Regions from separate parts of the Mus musculus genome. Here regions 1 and 2 are each linked to region 3. A link is a contact called in public promoter capture Hi-C data. All regions are on one chromosome and are shown on one strand. Each heading gives the region's core, a stretch centred on a gene start, on an enhancer-like site or on the middle of the called end of the contact. The rest is flanking DNA. Distances are from core to core; before and after follow the strand shown. Region 1 holds the start of Ascl2 (achaete-scute family bHLH transcription factor 2). Region 2 holds the start of H19 (H19, imprinted maternally expressed transcript). Region 3 holds the start of Spef1l (sperm flagellar 1 like).

Region 1 (3,203 bases), core at 664-3,163, 3.0 Mb after region 3:
ATAAAAGGTGTCAATGTGTACGGACACCGCCCCACCTCCCAAGGCGCAGTAGGCAGTTTCGTTTGCTTGATTAGTTTTGGAGTCTCAACTCATGGGTGCCTCGATCCGCTCAGAGGCGCCGACGGGGGCGGGGCGCACGCTCAGAACCTGCCCGCCGTGACTCAGGGGCCCGCTCCAGCCGACTCACTCCGCACCCCGGCCTAGGACGCGATTTGCAATGCAAACTCACCCCGCCTCCAGCACCCGACTCGGCCAGGCTCTGACAGCACTGGGACCTCGCCGGCCCGGCCCTGAGGCCGCTCCCCTCCCCTGGCCTCCCCTTCCCCCACCCACAGCAGAGCTCTGAGAGGAAGTTTTGCAATCCCGGACAAACAAACGCCGGTCTTGCTCAGGCTTGAAAAAGGTTGAGGAAAAATGAAGCGTGCGCGAAATCCAAGTGATCGCCCCAGCTGAGTCCTGGCTGCACAGGGTCCCCGTGGCGCTAAGTGTCAGGCCCGCCCACCACGTGTCTCCCTTACTGCTTCGCCTCCCCGCCGTCCTGGAACTTACCTTAGGGGGGTGGGATGCTCAGTAGCCCCCTAACCAACTGGAAAAGTCAAGCAGCTCCTGCTCCATCGGGCTTAGCTCTCCCTCGCAGCTGCTTTCCTCCGACGAGTAGGCGGAGCGCGGGGAGGTAGGCTCAGAGCAGCCCAGGCGGTCCGGGGACGGAGACGTAGAGGCGCAGGACAGAGACGCGCTGGCAGGGGAGGCAGAGGGCTGCGCGCACTCATCGGACGGCGGAGTAGCGGGTGTTAACAGCCCCCCAGCGAGCGCGGCACGCACCGCGTCGTGCTCTGCGAGCAGCCGCTGCAGCGCACGAATGTACTCTACCGCGGAGCGCAGCGTCTCCACCTTACTCAGCTTCTTGTTGGCGCCGCCGTGCGGCACGTGCTGCCGCAGCGCCTGGAAGCCCAAGTTTACCAGCTTTACGCGGTTGCGCTCGCGCTCATTGCGGCGTGCCACGGCAGCCGAGCTGCTGCTGGCCTCGGTTGCTCCAGATCGCCGCCGCCGGCTGCAGCGCAGCAATTCCGGAGACGCTTGTCTCCGCCGAGCAGCGCAGGCTCCAGCGACTCCAGACGAGGTGGGCATGAGTCTGGGCAGCGCGCCGCCGTCCATCAAGCTTGCATTCAGCCCCTGGGCCCCTGCTACGAGTTCTGGTGCGGCACAGGAAAAGTGCTCGCGAGGAACCGGGTGCGGTGGGAAGTGGACGTTTGCACCTTCACGGGCCTCAGGCAGGGCACTGCTGCAGGACTCCCTAGGGCACGCGTCGCTGGCCTCCTGCAGTCCTGGGACCCCGTACCAGTCAAGGTCTGAAAGAGTAGGGAAGCGTGGTACTCTCGTGTCCCGCGCGTGCTGTCAGGCGCTCCCCAAGTCTCCCTTTACGCGGCTCAAGCGGCTCCTTTTTTTTAAAAAGTATAGATAACTCTCCTCCGCCCGCCACCGCCTCCTTTCTCACGCCCTCCTTCCTTCGCCTCGCCCTCCCGCCACGCTTCACCCTCCCCTTGGCGTACACATTCTGCAAAGCTGACACCGTGCGCTTCCACCCCCACCCCTCCCGGGTGCAGTTCATGGCCTACTGACGTGCTTCCATGCTCCGGGCAGATGCTTAGCTTATTGCGTCCTCGAAAAATCCTCGAGTGCAGATCCCGAACTGCGCTCCGCAGGTCCCGCACACTCAGGGGCTGAGAGAGGGTCCGAGAGAGGGTCCGAATGTACTCTACAGGCACCTCCACCCGTCCTGGTGCTCAGCCCTTAAGCCCCAAGAGCTGCCAGGTCTCCGCACACCTAGCGCTTGCAGCCGGATGAAGAACCGGACCAAGCTTTGCGGTGACCAAGAGGTAGGAGGCAGAAGAGCGCGACCCCCTAGGGTAGCACGAGCCTCAAACCCGCACCCACGTCCCTCCCCCTGGCGGAGGAGGCGGGAGCCGGGGTCTCAGCCAATCTGGGATCGCCCGTTTGGCCAATGACAATTGGCGCGGTCCTATGCCGGGGCCAGAAGGAAGCGTACGCCTGGCGCGTGGCTCCAGAGATGGGGGAGTGTCTCGCACAAGGCTCCACGCCCACTCCGCCCCACCCTGCTCCTCCACCAGGACCCGGTGTCCACGCATTGCAGGAGCACACCTGTGCCCCTTGAGTGTGAGAAGGGCTTGAGGAGTGGTTCAGACCAGTAATGGGAAATTTCATGTTCCTGGGCACCTGTACCCATTTAGCCCCTCATGCACACCCCATGCCTCTGTGTTTTCAAGAATCCCCAGGACCGGTTGCCCTGACCTGAGAGAATACAATCAAGTCCACTCCTTTCTCACACTGTCACCCATCTGCACCTTACAGCCAGCTCTCCAAGTCTGGGTCTCTTTTCCTAATGGTGAATCTACCCAGACTAGTTTTTGTTCGGTTCCTGGACTTTTTGTTCAATAACACTTCTTCGGATTCCAGCAGACCTCTCAGTCCCATCCTTCCCCTGAGGCCGGTGGAGGGAAGGTTGAAGGGGAAGGGAAATGCACTGACCTTGTCAAAGTCTCAGTTTTGCCCCATTGTCCCAGAAGTGTGCTCTCAAGGCCGTAGCAAGCCCAATTTTTCCCTCAAAGGACTAGGTAGGTGCTTGGGAGCCAAGCAAGACCTATAGGGTTCAAGTGGTCTATCCTGTGGGTAGTAACCTGGAGTTACTTTCTTTGTAAATATCCGACTGGGGGAGGGCTACCAAAACCAGGCTTCTCTCTGCTTTCGCACTGCCTTGGAGCATGTACTGCCAGTGTGGGGCTGCCTGCAGGTTCCATGACTCTCCAGGATTCGTCAAGGCTGTATCATCCTAATCCAGCCTTTTGATAACCTTGCTGTGGGAAGTGGGCAGTGAGTCGAAATTTCCCGGGTGTCTGCTAAGAGCACTTGGATAAGTCTAGTCACTTCTCTGCTGTTTGGAGCAATCCAGTTGGTCTGGGGAGATTGTTAAGTAAAGCACTTGCTGTGCAAGTGTGAGGACCTGAGTTCAAATCCTCAGAACCCATAGAAACCCAAGATGCCAAGAAGAGAATTCCTTCAAACTTCCAGGCCAGCTAGCCCCAGGACTGCAATAATGAACAACAACGTCTATCTTAAACAGGCTGGAAGGGAAGGACCAACATCCAAGATATCCTCCAACCTCCATACACACTGCTGTGCTCATC
Region 2 (2,829 bases), core at 127-2,626, 2.6 Mb after region 3:
GAGTTAATTGAACTTGCGTGGGAGGAGACTGGGTGACCACGAGCGGGACAGACACTTACCCTAGTCTCCAGTCCGAGCTCTTCGAGACACCGATCACTGCTCCGTCGCCGCCCGCAAGGCCCTCCTTGGCCACGGACTCTGGAGGCCAGTGCCTCCCTGGCTCACCACCCCAGCTACTCGCTCTACCTGCACCCAACCTCCCTCCCTAGAAACTCATTCATTCTGCCCCGCCTGCCTCGCCTCGTCTGGCTTCATCCTGTGCCCTTGACTCCCCTGGAAATGTTCTGTCTGTCATGCCAGACCCAGGGACTGAGCGGTTAGGGCATACAGTGTACCAAGTCCACTGTGGGCCCTTTCCGCACCAGTCCCTGGGCCGCAGTGCCTCATGGGAATGGTGTGTCTGCAGGCTGGACCCACTGCAGCCTCCTTGCTGTAAAATCCCTCTGGAGTCCGATACCTGCAGCCCCCACTCCCCTTCTGGTGACACCCTGCACTGCCCTTCTTTTCCATTCTCCAGTTATTGAGGCTCTGGCAAACTTGGGACTTTGCCAGAGCCACTCTTGAACCTTCTTCTAAGTGAATTACGGTGGGTGGGATGTTGTGGCGGCTGGGGACCCATCTGTGTCTTGTGACCCCATCTTGCCCTGTTTGACCCCAGCCTAGAATGCTTCTGTTCTTGCTGGATCCCATGGTCTCTGCCACTGTCTCCAAGGACTCCTATCACCTCCCTGGAGGCAGCGGCCTCAGTCTTTACTGGCAACCCTGCACCTCTTCTTTCTTCTCTCTAAGAGCTCTTTCCACCTGGGGTCGCCAATGGTCCCCCAGCCTCCTTCTGTCTCGGCTCCCCCCGAGACGATGTCTCCTTTGCTAACTATCCTGCCTTTCTATGTGCCATTCTGCTGCGAGGCCAGCCGCTTCTTCTCACCAGGCCCCCTCTCTAAACCTTCGTTTAGAAGGTCAGTGGAGCGAGGCCAAGAGAGAAGAAGGAGACTCACCTGCCCAGCAGACGGCGGTCCTCACCTGCCCACTGCTGCCAGCTATACCTTCACTGCCCAGGTCTGGGGTCGAACCCTTCCCAGCAGCTCCCCTTTATCCGACCAGCCGCCACGTCCTGTAACCAAAAGTAACCGGGATGAATGTCTGGCTCCCCATTCCTCTCCAACCCTAGCTCAGGCCCTTCAGCTTCACTCCGATGTTTTCCAGCCTTTGCGATGCCTTTGCTCTGCCTGAGCTAGCCCCTCAGTCCTTCAACATTCCTGCCAGACTCCAGATGCCGAGGTGCTCCTCGGACCCCACGACTCTCCTCCAGCTCTCCCATCTTCCCCAGTTTCCCCGATACCCCCCACCCCCACCCCCCACCCCCCTCCCACACCCGGTGCTTCGGGCCCTCTAGCCCGGGCTTTTTCTAACTGGAGTGGCTCCGCCCAGAATTCCCGCCCCTACTCTGTCAACCAATCAGTACATGGCCCCGCCGGGGCCCCCGCAGGGCCCACCTCCACCCTGTATCGTTCCAGCGCACGTTCGCCTCACCCCACACCCGCACCCGTCCTGAAATTCTCCAAAGACAGCCTCACCACAACTCCCACTTTGGAATCCCTTAGACAGGGCCTGGCATTGTCCCCAGATATCTCCCTTGATGTCGAGAACATATAGCCCCGTAGCCTGCTGAAGCCCTTCATAGAACGGTGGTGCCCCAGGCACCCTGCCACACTGAAGCTGCCCTTTACTCAGTTTGTATAATGACCACAATGGGAATTTGAGGGCATGGGTCTCATACTATCCCACGGAGTATGAACAGCCTACGAGTGGCTAACCCCCAGCCTTTGTCCTAGTCTGCTTGACTGACCTTATCTGGCCGCAGTGGTTTCAACAAGGTAGTAGCTAATTTGGGCACTCCTCACCGTCCCTTTTCTGGGTGAGTCGTCACGTTTGTCAGGACTCTCTTGCGATGAGTTTTATTAGTTATCTTACAGTCTGGTCTTGGTCACCCCAGTCAACCGGAGGCACAGTATGGTCTCCCTATCCTACTGAAGTACTACTATCAGTGATAGAATGGGGACAGGAGAGATGCCCTGTCCCTCCAGCCACGTGCGTGCGTATACCATTGCTCTTAGCTTCTGTTGAAAGTTATGCAGCTGAAATCCACAGAGTCAGCATCCACAAATCAGGGCACCAGAGAGTAGAGCAGCTCTAGATGGAAGTGACCGGAGCTCCAGATGGGAGGAGGACTCAAGGGCTGACCAGTCATGACCACTCAGCAGTGGTTCTCACCTATGTGAGGTGCAATAGCACCTTGGCAGATCCTCAGCCTAGTGGCTGCATGTCAGCTGAGTACTCATTTCTGGCTCCTAGTGATCCTTCATTTTTACTCTGTGAAAAGCCCTGGTCATTGCTGTGGGTGGACCCTAAGTTATGATACTGACGGACACCTCCAATTTGGTCATAAATAGACCCCAGCCTCTATTATCTTGGCGCTGTAATGTGTGTCTGTGCTGTCACCTTGTGGTGGTTGTGGCTATCTCTGCGCTCTTAAACAAATGATCCTTTTCAGAGATCGGTATATAAGATGGAAAAGAATGACCCCATCTTCTAATGAGCCTCAAGAACCCTGGCAGCATCAGCAGACTAAAGGCCGAGGGTTGGCCATCACATGTAAGCTATTCACTGGTGTGGTGGCAGTTGGTCTCTGTCTCCCATCACCCCCCACATCACCCTTGCTATACTCCCCTATACTTCCCACTATATCCTCCCCACTACACCCCTGCTATATCCCCCCTGTCATCCTCCCCACCATACCCCTTGCCATACCCCCCACCATACTTCCCCTAT
Region 3 (3,270 bases), core at 137-2,636:
TTGAGTGGCGCATGGCTATCTCATTCTTGGCCTTTGGAGCTATGTCTCAGGAGATCGCAGAACATGGGGTGCTCTATCAGGCCATGTTCTCTGCATTCATTCTCATCTCTCTACTGGCTTGCCCTCGGTAAATCCTGTTGAGACAGCTCAACAGTACCTGGAAACCTGCAGCTGGGCCCTCTCAGCATGATCATCTCCCTTGAGGTCTCTTTTCATCTCTTCCCTCTCAAACATAAGCCCATGAGATTAGACCCAGGCCTGAGCCCAGCAATGTTTCTATTCCAATCTGAGCCAGTCTTTTGGGGGTGCCCACACAGGTTCTCCACCTTGCTCTGCTCAGACACTTCCCGAGGGCCCTCTGTGATTGGACTACATCAGACATATCTGCCCGACTCTGTCCTTGAGATCACTTATTATACACAGGCAGAGTCTTGTCTGAGGACATTTGGGGAGGTGAAGTAAAACTCTACTGATCCGTAAGGGAGCAGGCTAGCTGATAGGCTGCCCTAGCACCCCCAGGAGTGGTACTAGGGGTACTAGTGCCCTAGTACCCCTGGTTGTGGTACTCTTCTATAGGCAAGGACCCACAGTTAGGCAGTCAGAGACCCATGGCTGGAGAGAGCATCCCGGGGTCAACCTAGGTGGGCTGAGCTCCCAGGCCTTGCCTGTTGAGAAGGCTCCAGTTGCTCAGCTTCTGGTCTGTACTGCAGGCTGGGACGTAGCTGTGCAAGTCCACCAGCCGAGGGCGGAAGTGCTTCACAATCTCGGCCACCAGCACTGTGGGAATGCGAGGGGAACTTGGCTTGCCTGGTCAAGACCCTGGGTTGCAACTGTAATCCCTGACCACATGAGATGCATGGAATGGAGTGGGAAGGACACGAGCTTTTCCTGGGGAGCCCATAATTGTCCCCGAGTCTGGCACGGCACCTAGACTCCAGGTCAGACCAAGTGGTAGGATGGCCTGGGAAGCTAATACAGCGTGAGAGCCCAGGGGGAGCTGGAAGAGCCACAGGAGGCCCTGTTTGCTACTACCTTTCCTAAGGAGCACGAGTCTGGACTCAAGAACCGCTCCGTTCCCCCAACACCCACACCCGTACTAGGGGGCTGGAGGCAAGGGTGGCCCTCAGCTTTGAGTCCTCTTCATCATCCGCCCCATAGCGCCTCGCCCTCACTCGCACCACCATCACTGAAGTCCCGAGCCAAGTGGCGCTTGGGGCGGCTGAGTGGGAGCCGGTCCAGCCAGGCGCAGAGGTTATGAATATCCCCAGGCGTTGGCAGGAACGAAGCTGAGCTCGGCTTGGAAGCACTGAGCATGGCAGAGAAGTGGGTGTGCAGCAGAGAAACACAGCGGAAGAAACCTGGCGGGTTTGGACCGTTGCTGGGAGACGCGGCACAGCCGGAAGGGGCGGGGCCCTAACCGCGCTGGTCCCTCCCTCGATCCCAGGAAGGATTGGTCCTCCTGCACGCCCAGAGATCGGGCTGAATCAAGGTGGATGGTTAAAAAACGAAGGGAGATGGTAGGTGAAATTGTTTGATCTGGTGTAATAAAAACAAACTGCCATGTAGAATGTGATCTATAATCTATTGATAAAATAGAATCTTTATTAGTGAATAGTGTTTAGTCATAATTTCAACAACTAATCTGTTTCAATCCGGAGATGACGGCAACTTCTTGTCCCAACACCCCAAGAACGACGTCTTTTCCTTTCCTAAGTCTCATACACGAGTGGGATGTAGATACAGGAACTGTGCCTTGGAGAGAGGTCACTGTGTGAGGGCCAGTGCAGAAGTTGCTGGGAGGGGACTCCTGGCATTCTGTCCACCCAGAGACAGACAGACTTGATCACGCCCACTGCAGGGTACACCGCCCCTGCCTAGCAACTAGCATACGCAGATGTATGGTCTAAGCTGGCCAAGGCCAGTGAGAGGCCACTGGTTCATGAGGGCATCTGGACAGCAAGAGCCACAGAAAGATTATTCCTGAGGTAGGAACAGCGTGTGCAGGTCCAGCCTGGGTGGTGGTTGTGGTGTTGCTGAAGGAACACATTTATAGGAGCAGTGGTATCTCCAAACGTCCACAAACGATGGCCCTGGGGTGCCCTAGCTGGTCACCTCTTCTGGATGGGGACCTTCAGAGCAACCTTTGGCTCACCAGCTCCCTGCCAAGAAAAAAAGGAAATCGATATTAAAGAGGACCTGATAAGAGAGAGGTCCAGCTGAAAATACCCATTGCCAGTTCTTTAAATTTAGACTTCCACTTCCCCTAACAACAGAATGGGCCCGACCTCACAAGATGACTGTACTAGCATTTCATATATACTGTAGACTAGCCATATGAAAAGGAAAATTCCATAGCCCCCGAAAGCCGCAAGCACTGGAAAGTTCTGGCAAATTATAAAGCAGACATCAAGCCTGTTATTGAGGATTTTTTTTTCTTTCTTTTTTTTTTTTTTCAAATGTCACTAAAACTTACCAGCTAAGAAAATGAAAACAGCCACTCACCCTCCGAAACAGTGCCACAGTCAGCAGGAGGGTTCCTGCAAGATGGACTCCCCCTTCCCCTTCCCCTTCCCCTTCCCTCTGAGGCTCACCTGAGTTGCTCCAGGCACCGTCCCTCCAGTCCCGGGCTTGACTGGTGGTGTCGGGGGTGCAAAGGTTGGCTTGACCTGGGAGGAACCAGACACAGCTGACTGAGAGCATCTCCTAAGTAGGCCAAGTACGGCCCTTAGCTTCATCCTGAGGCTGTCCTGCTCAGCTCCAGCCTAGCCTGGAAGGCTTCTGTCTGCACGCAGCTCAGTAGGAAACATCTGCATGGCCTCACCGCTAGGAAGATAAAGCCCGAACCTGGCAGAGCTCCTCTTCTTGGCTAACTGTCCCAGCCAATCATCTTGCGGCCTCCCCAGTATCCCACACATTGCCCTGAAGCTTTCAGAACATGGGTCTTTAGAAGCTCAAAAGGAAAGAATTAACTAGGAAAACCCGTTTTGTTTCCACATTGTTAAAGAGGATGGTAACATGGCATGATGGGCTTTAGACACATTTTTCCCTCCCCCCCCCCCCCAGCTTCCTTTCATCCCTGCCCAGGATTCCCGTACCCTGCTCCGTTCTGCCTGCCGGGACTGTGACTAGGATGACATTTTCTTCCTTTTCTTTCTTTTCCTTTTGTTTTGTTTGAGACAAGGTTTTTCTGTATATCCCTGGCTATCTTGGACTCACTCTGTAGACCAGGCTGGCCTTGAATTCAGAGATTCAATGGTCTCTGCCTCCCAA

The links. Promoter capture Hi-C pulls out the DNA fragments that hold promoters and counts their contacts.
Region 1: a promoter capture Hi-C map of liver shows a contact between it and region 3, with 3 times the contacts expected there. The contact joins the promoter of Ascl2 here to the promoter of Spef1l in region 3. A contact is called at or near these places in 2 of 39 promoter capture datasets (liver and pre-B cells).
Region 2: a contact with region 3 is called in a promoter capture Hi-C map of pre-B cells, with 2.7 times the contacts expected there. The contact joins the promoter of H19 here to the promoter of Spef1l in region 3.

Annotation. Positions count from the first base shown.
Region 1 is chr7:142,967,351-142,970,553 of GRCm38.p6, forward strand. It overlaps Ascl2 (achaete-scute family bHLH transcription factor 2), which reads right to left and starts at 1,914. Exons shown (of 3, transcript NM_008554.3): 1 at 1,621-1,914; 2 at 550-1,349. The coding sequence starts at 1,630. The coding sequence ends at 568.
Region 2 is chr7:142,576,770-142,579,598 of GRCm38.p6, forward strand. It overlaps H19 (H19, imprinted maternally expressed transcript), which reads right to left and starts at 1,377. Exons shown (of 5, transcript NR_130974.1): 1 at 60-1,377. Mir675 (microRNA 675) reads right to left here and starts at 378; the gene lies at 295-378.
Region 3 is chr7:139,977,369-139,980,638 of GRCm38.p6, forward strand. It overlaps Spef1l (sperm flagellar 1 like), which reads right to left and starts at 1,387. Exons shown (of 7, transcript NM_001033465.3): 1 at 1,179-1,387; 2 at 666-777. The coding sequence starts at 1,314. Adam8 (a disintegrin and metallopeptidase domain 8) reads right to left here. Exons shown (of 24, transcript NM_001291066.2): 23 at 2,592-2,666; 24 at 1,564-2,159. The coding sequence ends at 2,109. It overlaps Gm16201 (a long non-coding RNA gene), which reads left to right. Exons shown (of 5, transcript XR_389973.3): 5 at 1-1,612.